Linked DNA regions of Sus scrofa: region 1 is linked to region 2. A link is a contact called in public Hi-C data. All regions are on one chromosome and are shown on one strand. The core of a region is the stretch at or near the end of the contact, and the rest is flanking DNA. Distances in the headings are between cores, read along the strand shown. Region 1 holds the start of FRMD6 (FERM domain-containing protein 6). Region 2 overlaps LOC102162767 (a long non-coding RNA gene).

The links. A called contact is a pair of places that touch in the nucleus more often than the background predicts.
Region 1: a Hi-C map of embryonic fibroblasts shows a contact between it and region 2, with 2.2 times the contacts expected there. The contact joins the promoter of FRMD6 here to the enhancer-like site in region 2. A contact is called at or near these places in 3 of 47 Hi-C or Micro-C datasets (embryonic fibroblasts and fibroblasts).

The regions. Positions count from the first base shown.
Region 1 is chr1:181,334,690-181,341,070 of Sscrofa11.1, forward strand. FRMD6 (FERM domain-containing protein 6) reads left to right here and starts at 3,715. Exons shown (of 14, transcript XM_021101841.1): 1 at 3,715-3,989.
Region 2 is chr1:181,136,972-181,143,573 of Sscrofa11.1, forward strand. The region is part of intron 1 of LOC102162767 (a long non-coding RNA gene); the gene reads left to right. Among named protein-coding and RNA genes, the nearest start is that of FRMD6, 200 kb to the right of the region's middle. Within about 2 kb of position 2,845, at least 5 of the 83 cell types and tissues checked have an H3K27ac peak or open chromatin away from gene starts, as enhancers often do. A contact at or near this core is called in embryonic fibroblasts, where this site is marked.

The DNA.
Region 1 (6,381 bases), core at 2,465-4,964, 200 kb after region 2:
GGGCACTTTAAGTTTTAAAAACTAAGTTTTAGTCAGTGAAAACCACGACTACATCACTGCACTATTTAAGTTCCCACCTGTGATTATTTTGTTTTTCAAAGTAATACACATTTCCTAAAGGGACATTTAAGGCCTTAGAATAGGACTTACTTAAATTTATTTTGTTCTAAAATGCATTTTGTTTTACTTTTTCAACGAACTTCAGTGATTAACGAAAAGAAAAAGAACCTAATTTCTTTATTACGACCTTCAGACAGAATGATGAACAATATTTAATTTGGGAAAATTATTCTTTAAAAGCTATATGTCAAATTACTGACTTCCCCCTCTGACTAGAATTTATATTTCAGCATTAAAACACACTCTAAGTCCCAAATAATCCTTGAATTATAAATCAAAGATGAAAAAAACTATTTTTTTTTCTAATCTTCTGAACTGACCTTCTCAATGTACTATTCTCGTGTTTGGAAAAATACTTGTAAAGGAATGTAACTTACAGCCATTCGCATCTCCTTCATTTTCTATATAATTGTGTTACTTACACCAAAATGTGTAACTATCACCCATCAAAGTTTAGGCCTCTTCAGTTACAAAATGAATCTATGGTTATCGTCCTTTAAAACCATGCCTCCACGCACCTGCTCACTCTGTGCTCCCTTCTTCCTGAGATAGCATAGCCCATGGCTCCCACATGTGTCTCCATTTAGAATAATCTGGGGATCTTGAAAATATTCCTAAGCCCAGGCCACATCCCAGACCAGTTAAATCACATGTCTGTGACACAGGCATCAGTAGGTTTTGAAAGGTGGTTACAGGTGGTTACAATGTGCTGCCAAGCTTGAGAACAAACACCTCAACCAATTTGTACCCCAACTTTTGTTCATCCTCCCTTTCTCAGTTGACAGGGTATGTCTGACGTCTTTTATGAAGATTCTAGGCCTTCTCATTATTCCTCCTGAATATCTCTACCATAGTAAGCATTAAAGTATATAGTAACAGTGTACTTGCTCACATGTTCCCTCAAATTACTGTAAGATTCAGGAATGATTTTACATTTGAATCCTGGTGTCTAACCCTGTGTGTCTAACCCCATACTTGGTGTATGGGAATTCTCAATAAATTCATGGAATGAGTAACTTCTTCCTAATAAAATTAAAGCAAAAATATAGTGTTATGTTAATATGTAAATGCTATGGAGACCGTATTAGTTTAAGATGTGTTTTAGATGATGTTTCACTTGATGGGCAATGTCCCATATTTAGGAAAATTTCCCATCATACCAGTGAAAATAAATGTAAATATCAGCATCAAAGAGTCAAAAAATATAACTTTGATTACCTACAAAACTGCACTCTTTATTGTAATAAGCACAGAAAAAAATTTCCTGTGATAAGAAACATGTAAAATAACCCACCTTTTCTCAGTTCCATTTCCATCTTGAATGGATTATGTGTTGTTTTCCAAATCAGTTCTTTCCAAATTTTATGTTTCAGGGATTTATAAAACCAATTTTAAGAGTTTTAAAGTACTTAGTTTACAAAAATGTACCACATAAGAGGTTATGTTTATCATGGTATTCATACTGTTAACATAATCATGATTCGAAAAATATTCATATAGTAAATTTTGCTATAATCAAATTTTAGACAATCCAATCTTAAACACATGATTTTAAAAAGTGGTTTAATATTATTTTGCTCCTTGGGTTACCTAATCATTTTATATTGCAACAGTGTTTTACAATCTAACAATATGTTGTTTTTATCTGCTAGATGTTTAAGCATGAAACCTGAAAAGAAATCAGATTTAGGAACTGTTTTCCAAGATAGTAATATATTCCTCACTTGTCTCATTTATCTTCACATATGAAAAAATAGATTATCTCATTAGATATAAAATTAAGACCTTACCAACTACTGTTCAATATGCACTGTTTGTGAATGCATGTTAAGAGGAAAAGTGTAATTCTCCACTTTTAAATGCTAACATTGTAATAAACAAATTTTTAAGTTAGTCTAGTAGTTAAATATAGCTAATTTAAAAGGCAGTCATTGGAACACAATTCTTGTCTTATAATGGAGTCATAACTTCATGAGTGCAACATCCTTAAAAGCTGCTCTGCTTTATCAGAAATAAGCTGGGGGGTGGGGTGGAGAAAGTTCTCTCATGGCTCAGGGGATTAAGGATCCCCTGTGGTCACTGCAGCGGCTTGGGTCACTGCTGTGGCCCCTGTTTGATCCCTGGCCCAGGAACTACCATATGCTGTAAGCAAGACCAAGAAAAAGAAGCTCCGCATAAAAAAAAAAAAAAAAAAAAAAAAAAAAAAAAAAAAAAAAGGAGTTCCCGTCGTGGCGCAGTGGTTAACGAATCCGACTAGGAACCATGAGGTTGCGGGTTCGGTCCCTGCTCTTGCTCAGTGGGTTAACGATCCGGCGTTACCGTGAGCTGTGGTGTTGGTTGCAGACACGGCTCGGATCCCGCGTTGCTGTGGCTCTGGCCTGGGCCGGTGGCTACAGCTCCGATTAGACCCCTAGCCTGGGAACCTCCATATGCCACGGGAGCAGCCCAAGAAATAGCAAAAAGACAAAAAAAAAAAAAGAAGCTCCGAAGGTATATTCTCAATGCTCAGTTTTAATGTCACAGTTCACAGAATGTAAAAGCTGAATGAAACAACCATTACAAACTTTAGTCGCGATGAACAAACGGAATTTCTTTTGCCATGCAAACAAGGCACACAAACGTGCCTTCAACCAATAACAGCCAGCTTTACATATTTATGGTTGATCAAAAGAGCAGGGCAATTTTAAAGTTGGCTTCTGATTTGGGATAGTGTCCTTTCTCAGGTCCTCTGCCTTCTTCTTGTCTCCTTGTCATGTCCAGACACATCCTTTAGTGAGGGGCCCTTTGGGAGCACTACTGTAGCTCCTGGCCAGGGGTCAGGAGTCCACAGAAGACCTAGGAGATTGGAGGTCTCGGGCCTGAAGGCCACGTGGAGGCTGGTCCCAGTGGATGCTTAGCCCTTCCCTAGATCCAACAACTAAAAGTGGTAAAGAAACCTCCTGATTTTGGGTCTTAGTGCCATAAAAATATCTTCCACTGGCCCTCTGCATCACTTGCCTTGGCAACCATCGAGAAAGAGCGGGCAAATATAATTTCTAAGGGGCCACTGACACTAAAACCACAGCGGATAGAGGCTGCGTCTACCTGAAGAACTGGCAAGAGAGAGTTAGCGGAGGCGACTTGGCTTCCTCTGCGGCGCCCCCTCCATCCAGTATAAAACCCGCGAAGCAGCGGCGACCCGAGTGGTGGGTGGGCAGGTGGGTGCAGGACCGGAGGGAAGCAAGGAATCACGAAGCCTCCTCCGCAGGTACCGCCTCCTCTCTCAACGGCCTCCCCACAGTCATTCTGAATTAGTAAAATAAAGCTCAGGCCAAACAGCCACCCCCAGCCAGCGCGACTGAGCTTTGGTGGGAGCGATACCCGGGAGCGGGGGATGGACGGAAGAAAGGCCATTAGGCCAGAAAGTGGGAGAGCTGACAGTGTCCCCTTGCGCCACTGTTTCCGTGGTGAGGGAAAGACTTAGATCGCCGCGGTTCTAATACAGCATCCTTGTGCAGGACCCGGAGGCGTGGTATGCTCAGCTTTCTCCCGCCCGGGACTCGCTGCACCCCTCCGCTGGACGCTTGGTTGGGCCCGGGGCGGGGCCTGCAGGAGCTCCACGTGCGGCTAGGAGCTGGGTGCTGGGCTTCAGCGGCTCTGCCACCGCCCCCGCTACCTCAGGGCGGAGGGGGGAGGAGCCTCAGGGGGCGGGGCGAGAGGCGTGGGCGGGGGCGGGGCGAGAGGCGTGGGCGTGGGGCGGGGCGGATGTGGAGCGCTAGTCCGGCTACCCTGACCGAGGGGCTGAGAACAGTGGGGCAGGCGCGGCACCGGCAGGAAGGCACGGAGAGCTGACGGGAGTCCGACACCTGGTGCTCCGGACTTTCTCCGAGGTACGAGCGGGAACCCGGCCCCTGGGGTTCCCCCAAACCGCCCCCTAGCCGGGCCACCGCGCCCCGGCCGCTCACTGTGCCCCCTGCCGGCCGGGTGGCGGCGGCGGCGGCTGGACCGGGCTTCGGGAGGGTTTCTGAAAGTCGCGAGCCGCAGCCCAGGCAGTGTCCCCTTCTCTGCGTCTTTCTTCGCCTTCTCCGCGTTCCCTCGCTCCGGGCGTCGGGCACCGGGCGGGAAGGTAGCTTCTCTGCGAGTCGGAGCTCGCCTACGCCGGGGTGGGAGGACGGGGCCCCGGGGCAGCCGAGCCGGCCAGCGAGGGAGGCGCGGAGCTCCGGGGCCGGCTCTGCGGCGAGGGCGGGAGGCCAGCTGGGGCTGCGGGCTGTGCCCCCGGGCTCAGTGCCCGCGCTCGGTGGTCGCCGGCGCCCTGTGTTGGGGGCGCCTGCCCGTCGCGTCCCGTCGCTGTGCCCAGGCTTCGGGTGTAGCCCCTGAGCCGCGAATTCTTGGGTGCCGCGCGGTACCGCCTGTTGTGCGCGCGCCGGCCGGGTTAGCCCGGCTGCGGAAAGGGACCCGAGCGCCGCGTCTTGTCCCACCGTCCCCGTGAGTGCCTAGTCGGGGGAACCAGAAACTGAGCTCGGGCTTGGGGACGCCGGAAGGAGGCCTCGGTGGGTTAGGAGTCGGGGGTGCGGCCTGCAGAATTTGTGTTCGGGGAGGAGCTGGCGACGCGCAGGCCGGACCCCGGGCCATGGAGACCCCCAGCCTCTGCTCGGGGAGGGGCCAGGACTTGTCAGGAATGGACAGTTGAGGGCCACCCGGGTGAGGTCCACAGGGCTTAGAGCAGCACCTCGACTACCGGGACAGTATAACCTACTGGTGAGGGCGTTTTCTTGAAGGCAGGAAGAAATGGAAAGCTGTCAAAATAAGCATATTTTAAAGTTGCAATGAAAGTTGGCAGGTTTTCAGGCCGTGCACTTGCGTAGCTAGTGTCCAAAGAAATATTAGCTCCTTGACACTCTTTTCTTTTGCATTTCTCAGCAAAAATCTGTTTTGCCAGTATCTCCCCTAGGAGTTGTGCATTGCCCTCAGCGGGGAAGGAAAACTTCAGCAAGTGTTGTCGGTTGCTTTTGACTTCAAGCCTGTGCTCTCCAACCTTCTTGACTGTGGACAAAAAGTATCTCTTGCTAGATTTCCCGTGTAGGATTCTGTCTATTCTTCTGTGGGCCCTGATGCTGTTTGTTTATTGCTTTTATAAGCATCTATTTAAATTTAGTTGTTGCACGAAATACTCCGCGTTGCCACAGGGTGTAGTTTGGGAATTAGAGAATACTGTTGGAGAAAGCTGCTAGTGGCTTCATTTTGCAAGAATGTAAGTCATTTCCTTTCTGTGATTTTAGGGAGTTGATACTTCACAGCATCAAAACTTCGTGGGGAAAATTTTCCGTAATACATCTGTCATTAAATAGGCTTTTGACTTTTGGATTTCTCTTTTCAGAGCAGAGCATAAATTTAGGGCCAGCAATGTTAAAGGACCAGAAGTTTTTTGGAATCTATAGCAGTAGGAGACTTGTAGAAAGTAATTTTAACAACCACCAAGACCTACAAACCGCCTGTAGGAGTGGGGGAGGGGAGAAGAACAGAAGAGAGGCAGGAAAACAGATGCCTGTGCTGCTGTCCTTTGTAGTATAAAACTTCGAGCATTTAATCATTTTCCATGGATGTGGTTTTGAGAAATAAAAGTATTAGGTGAAAAATGAAAATACTCCACAGTATGAGACAGCTGACATTTGAATGCTCTTTCAGGATGTTCGTAAATATATTGGATTTGTATTTCATATTAAAATGGACTTCTGGGATTATTAGATGAGAAGGGTCCCCCAGGGGATATCTCCTATCTGTAGGATATCTTTTCCAGAAAGCAGACCGGCTGTAATATGAACTAATCCTTCTCCCCTCCCCCCCGAATTGCTTGTATGATTGCCTGAGATCTGACACTGATGGACCACAGAAATCAGCCGTTCTTGGGGGGCTCCAGACATTTTAAGGGACAGGAAATCTTTTTTTGTTTCTCTCCCATGCTTTTTAGGGGGCAACCAGGGGTAAGCTACCAGCTTCAAATACATAATTTGAGCTTGCAGATTTTAGATGCTCATGGCTGTACAGGAAGACAGCATGGGCCAGGATGAAGACTACAGTTTTTGAAAGCTAACTGTCCATATGCTAACTCAAAATTATTAGCTACAAGTTCTTTAAAAACTCATGGAATTGTGCTGATTGAATGGGGGGGGGGCACGTGGAGGTTATAGAGCTTTTCTAGTTTCGGAACTTTGTTTCCACTTTTACTAGGCTTCTAAAGCTTTTGAGTTTCAGAATTTATGACATAATAGTCTGTGTACCCTT
Region 2 (6,602 bases), core at 1,595-4,094:
CTTGATTTTTAAACATTGATTTTTTTTTCCCATGTAGGCCAAATAAACCATGTCTTTGGGCTGGATCTGACCTGCTCGCTACCAGTTTTCAATACAAATGGATATGTTCCATGAATTTTAGTTGAGGTCACCTAGTGCCATGCATTTTCCTAGATGCCATCTAAGAGTCACCTGCATCTGCTCCTGGGAAGTTCACAATCCAGAGGGGAAGAAAGACTGACTGGCAAGTGGATCATCTGAATACACCGTGGGCTGTGGGCAGCGTACCTGAGGGACATGTCAGAGTACCTGTAGAGCAGACGTGTCGTGGAAGGCCATCTAGAGGCAGTGAGGCTGGAGGATTTGCGTCTTTAACCTTGAATGTTGAGTGTTAACCAGTGAAAAAGGTATGGGGGTAAAGAGATAAGAACACAGTAGGAAGAATTCACAGCTGGAGCTGGGGATGAGCAGTCTGGACTGTGGAAATACGTACATAGCTCAGTGACTGACACAATGTGAGACTGGGCCTGGAGGGTCCAAAGAGGACTTTTCCATGTTAACTTGTTTGGGCTTTATCCCAAGAACAATGGGGAGACTGTGTAATGTTTTAAGCAGGGCAGAGATATGGCGAGATTTCTGTTTGAAAATTCTCTTCAGCATCTGTGTGAAGCCTGAATCTAAGGGAGAAGAGTGGCATCAGAGATTTAGGAGCTAGGATATGACAACAGGCAAGAGATAGGGTATGAGCTGGGGGTGGAGAGGAAAGTAGGGGTTTGATAACTGTTTAGGAAACTAAATTGGAAGGACACGGAGATTGAAGGAGAAAAAAAAGGGGACAGAGCCAAAGATGAATCCCAGATTCTGGACCCGATGATGAGTGGATGGTGGTTAGGGTTACATCTCTGTTTGCCTAGGACTGTCCTATTAATACAGGGAGTCCCACATGCTAGGAAGCCCCATAGTTAGTGAAAATAGTGATGATTTGCTACTCTGGTGATGGTTCTCCAACTAACAGGGGGAATAGTAGAAGATATAAGTTTGGGAGGTTGGGGAGATAATGAGTTGATTTGGAGCATGCTGAATTTGAAGTGCCACTGGACATCCCAATGAGGGGGGGGGGGGTCCCTGTAGAATAAAAAGAGAAGTAGGTCTAGAATGAAACTCTGGAAAATGAAACACAAAAATCCTGATGTCTAAGGGGCACATGGAGAAAGAAAAACCTACAAAAGAGATTCAGTCAGGGGGTGCAGGGAGAACAGACTGAACATGGACTCTTGGAGCAAAGTGAGTAGAGTGTTTTTCAAGGGATGAGCAGACATCAGGGTCAAAGGCAAGACAGATGTCTAGTACCATGAGGAGACAGGACTGTGCCTCTATACCAGTGAACTTAAGGGAAACTCCCACAGTGGTTTGATGGGTAGAAGCCCTGTTGCTCCCAGGGAGGGGAGTGGATGTGAGTTAAGAAAGTGGAGACAGTGGCTACAGTCTAATGACTTGAGAAACTTGAGGAAGAGGGACAAGTGAAGTGAAGCAGAAGGTGGAAGACCATGTGTGGTCAAAGGGGAATTATATTCTTTAAGGTGAATGAGAATTAAACATGCTTATAAACTGAGAGAGGGAAATTGGTAAGAAGAGGAAAATTAATAAAGTGGCCAGGAGAGGTAGTTAATGGATCAGGGCCCGTGGGTGATATGGGTTGGACTCAAAGGCGCAAAGGAAGATACTGGCCTTAAAAAGTGGAGACAGGACATGATACACTCTGGGACGCCGAGAGAGAGGGAGAGGGAGAGAGAGGAGAGAGAGGGAGAGAGAGGGAGAGAGGGCAGGCTAAGCTGATGCTAAAGGAAAGGAGGAATGACTGCCTGAAATGGAGAGGCCCACGATGAAGGGTTAGTGTCACGGAGAAAAGAGTAAGAAGTGAAGACATATTGAAGCAAAGGATGGACCTATTGGAAAAGTACCTCAGCCACTACTTTTAAGAAGAATGAGTATGGAATGAGTATCTAGAGATTCAGAATATTTTCAGATCACAGTGGACAATTTTTAGAGAACCCCTATAAAAAGATGTTGCAGAACTGACTAAAACCACACTAACCGCACTATTTGATTGAGAGGATTATCCATTTATTCTCTTTGGCATTAAAGGATCTGACTCAGATTGAAATAGCATGTATGCACACTGCTATAGACTGAATGTTTGTATCTGCCCAAAATTCATATGTTGAAACCTACTGCCTGGTGAGATGGTATCAGGAGATGCAGCCTTTGGGGAGTGTTTAAGTCATGAGGATGAGCTCCTTATGAATGGGAGTAGTGCCCTTATAGAAATAGACACCAGAGAACTCCCTTGCTCCTTCCTTCATGTAAGGTCCCAGCAAAAACATAGCTGTCTAGGAAGTGGGCCCTCACCAGACACCAAGTCTGTTTGAATGATCTTAGATTTCCAGGTCTATGAGGAACAAACTTCTGTTGTTTATAGGCTACCCAATCCATGGTATTTTTGTTATAGCAGCAGTAAAAGAGAGACACACACACACACACATAAATAATTTACCACTTTCTAAAATAGGGATTAAATCTATAAAAGTATTGTTTTCAGACATGGGCTGAAGAGAAGTTTTTACTAGAGTAGGAGGCCAATGCATAACTACAGAAAGGCAAAGTAAAAAAAAAAAAAATTTCCATTTAAACGTGTGTTCAGTTAGGTTCAGTTTAGAAATTATTGAGGAGCCATTCAAAGCTAATCTTGAGATACACACTTTAAGAGGAAATTACCGCAGTCAATGAAGCAGGGCTCTGCTCCTTGCCAGTCTGTGGGTGAAGCCACAGCAGCATGAAGCCATCAGCAGGAGCCAGTGCCCCGCCAGCAGCCAGCAGGGAGGTCTCCTTGCTGCCCCAGTGAGTCATCTTTGCTCACAGCTGGATGCCTCTCCTGACACAGGGAAATGCCATGGCATTTCACTAGTTCTGCTTATTCTGATCAACGACTAGAAGCCCCATGGATGATGCTTTTCAGGGTATGGGCTTAACCTTCTGCTGCTGCTCTTTTTTTTTTTTTTAATTTTTAAAATTTTTCTCTGCCATAAAAGCAATAATTGCCCTTTGTAGACATTTTGGTCAATCAGAAAAATAGAACTAAGACCAAAAATATTGCCTCTTGGAGTTCTCGCTGTAGCACAGTGGGTTAAGAATCCAACTGCAGCAGCTGGGGTTGCTGCAGAGGCACTGGTTTGATCCCCTGGCCCCACGTAGTAGGTTAAAGGATCTGGTGTTATCTCACCTGTGGCGTAGGTCACAGATGTGGTTCAGATTCAATCCCTGGCCCGGGAACTTCCATATGCTGTGGCTTCAGGCATTTAAAGAAAAATTGCCACTATGTCAAGCAGTGTTCACATTTTGGCACATTTCCTTCTCATCTTTCCATCGTGGTTTTCAAAATGAAGAGGACTAGGCCCTTCCTTTCGGAGAAGATCAGTTAATTCCAGGACAGGAAAATCCTGGCAGAGGCACCAAAAGATCTGTGTTCCAATCCCAGTTCTACCTCTGTGGAGCTTGTGGCCTTGACATCTGGCTACCCTCCCGAAGCTGCTAACCAGAGTCATGAGACAGTGGCGCTGGTTCGCAACCTCCAGAGCCTACTCCAGCCCTCAATGTCATGGGCCTATGATGTTTTAACTCCCCAGAAAAGTGTGCTTTGGGATTTGAATTCTTATTGAGCAGTTGTAGCTCCCACTCTGAAATCCAGTCTGCTGAAGCTGTGACTGATTGATTTCAAAGGAAAGCATTTTGAAATGATGGGACTTCTCTACCATCCTTTTATTAAATCCTGGAAATTTGGGAGAGGGTGAAGCACTGAATGAGGGTGCATCTCAGTGCATGGCACATATCAGAGAATCTGTAATGACACGAGGCTTATGATCATCCAGTGAACTGTATAAACCCAGTGGCTTCATTCTAGCTAATAATTGAATTAAAAATCAGGAGTTACACATTCTTTTTCTCAGACTATCTTCCATTATGTTCTGTCCCAAGAGATTGGATATAGTTCTCTGGGCTTTACAGTAGAACCTCATTGCTTATCCATTCTAAAGGTCGTAGTTTACATTAACTGTACTTAAATTCAATAAAATAAAAAACTGGTCTAAAAATTGGGAGTTAAACCTACTAAATCTGGCTTAGAATTTCACAAACTGTGTTCTCAGAACAAAGAGGTATTCTCTAGAAAAAGAGAGTCATAATCAAGTAAGTTTAGGAAAGATTAGGATAAATCAAAAGTAATGGGCTTCTTTACTGTACAACTTCTTAGGACTTGAAATATGTTTAGATGCATTGGCACTGCCAATGGGCAGATGGAGTCTGCATCCTAAGCTCACCTGATGATGGGAGCACTTAGTCAAGACACACCTATTCACAGCCCAAGAATATAGTCTCCCATACAACACAGTTGGAGCAATACTGTTCTAGCTCCTTCTTCATGTTCCCAAAGAAGTGCCTTTTTAAGGCACCATTTTTGATCTTTCAATAATCATATTATGGCTGCTCTGGTCATTGAGGTAATATCCTGAGCTAAATTTTTCTCTCTCTTTCTTTCCTTCTTTCTTTCTTTCTTCCTTTCTTTCTTTCTTTCTTTCTTTCTTTCTTTCTATCTATCTATCTATCTATCTATCTATCTATCTATCTATCTATCTATCTAACTATCTATCTATCAATCATCTATCTATGTTTGCTTTTTAGGGCCACATCCACAGCATATGAAAGTTCCAAGGTTAGGGGTCCAGTGGGAGCTGCAGCTGCTGGCCTATGCCACAGCTACAGCAATGCCAGATCCGAGCTGTGTCTCCAACCTTCACCATATCTCATGGCAATACCGGGTCCTTAACCCACTGAGTGAGGCCAGGGATCAAACCCACATCCTCATGGATACTAGTCAGGTTCATTACCACCAAGCCACAATGGAAGCTGCTCTGAACTAAATTTTTACAACTCATAACTTCCTTGATATCTTTCTCTCTTTTTAATGATCACACCTTTAGTGTATGGAAGTTCCTGGGCTACGGACTGAATCTGAACCAAAGCTGCAACCTACACCACAGCTGTGGTAACTAACACCTGATACTTTAACTCACTGTGGCCGGGCCGGGGATTAAACCCACACCTCTGCAGCAACCTGAGCCACTGCAGTGGATTTTTAACCAACTGCACCACAGCAGGAACTCCCTTCTTTGACTTTTATACTGTATTTTATAAGTTTTATAGGTTTATATTTGTTGGACTCTTTAAATTTTCTCAAATGTATATTTATCAACTGAGTGCTAATCTCTGCCTGACTCTATATCAGCCTTTCAAGCTCTGAGTTTTGCCCTCTACCCATCTGTATAATCTTGGATGAGTCATTTAACTTCTTTAAATAAGGTCTGGTGACTTGAGGTGATGTCCAGGCACAGAGAACCCTGGCCTAGGGAACAGCTTCAAGAATTGGTAAGCTCAGCATTAAAATGCCCAAGATTTAGGGGAGTTAGAGGAAAAGTAAAGGTCTGGGAATCCTGGTGGGGAAGGGGGTGTGGGACTGTAAAGGGAGAGAGAGAGGAATCTGAGCTCTCCAAGGGCAAGGGCAAGGAAGCAGACCTCCTTCTCAGAGCCAGGTCAGTGCAAAAATGTGAAAGGTCATGTTCAGGATCCATAGACTCTTCATCTTCAAGGGGGAAGATTAGGGCTCAGAATTCAGGAGTGGTCTTGGACCTGGTCACTTTCTAGTACAGCAGGAAACGTGTGTAATGGTCAGGCTTACCTGCAGATGTGTGAGCTAAGCAGGAGGAAGGCAGTTCCTTGATAGAAAGTCTTTGGAAGCCCTGGATTTGTGGAGACTCTGGGTGGGTGTTTCAGCCCAGCTCATCATCCTATGGGAATATTAGTAGATTGCATAAGCCATTTCGAGATAAGCTCTGAGGCCAGCCTGACGTGGAATAATGCTACTACTAATGTGATGCACTTAACAACAATGTGTATATATATATTTTTAATCAAAAGTGTCTTAACTGTTTTGTGAAATAGGTGGTAGAAAAAGGAGACTTCTGCAGACAATTAGTAAAAATAAAAAATTATTCTTGTTCTCCCTCTACCTCCTCCAGACTCTCTTCCTGTCCTGTGGCCTCCTTCCCACCTTTGACTGTGAATTTGCATCCCACTTTTCTAACTCTGGGGAGGAGTATGTGCTGTTTACCAGGGATCTTGACTCACTTTCCTGCCATTTTTGCTGTTATCTGACTTTTTGATCATAGCCCCTAAATAACCAGACTCTCTGGCTTGGTTTCCCGAACTTCCTCCATCCCTTTCATCCTTCCCCCAGTGTTGGCTGACCTGCTGTAAGCTGGTCTCAGGGGCAGAGGGCAAGCAGGGCAGACCCACCCCTGACTTCAGACCTAGAACCTCCTGCCTCCCCAGGCTCTTCAAGTCATGGGATGTGACCCAGGTAGCCTGACCCCCTGCACTCTGGCCTCTTGCTGCCTTGATTCAGCCAGTTTGTCCTGTCTTTCCCTCTTTATTTCACTCCTGACTCTGCCCCAGATCCTCTGCCTTAGGGCACCTGGTACTTCATTCCCTCGCCATGGGGTCCTTCCCATCTC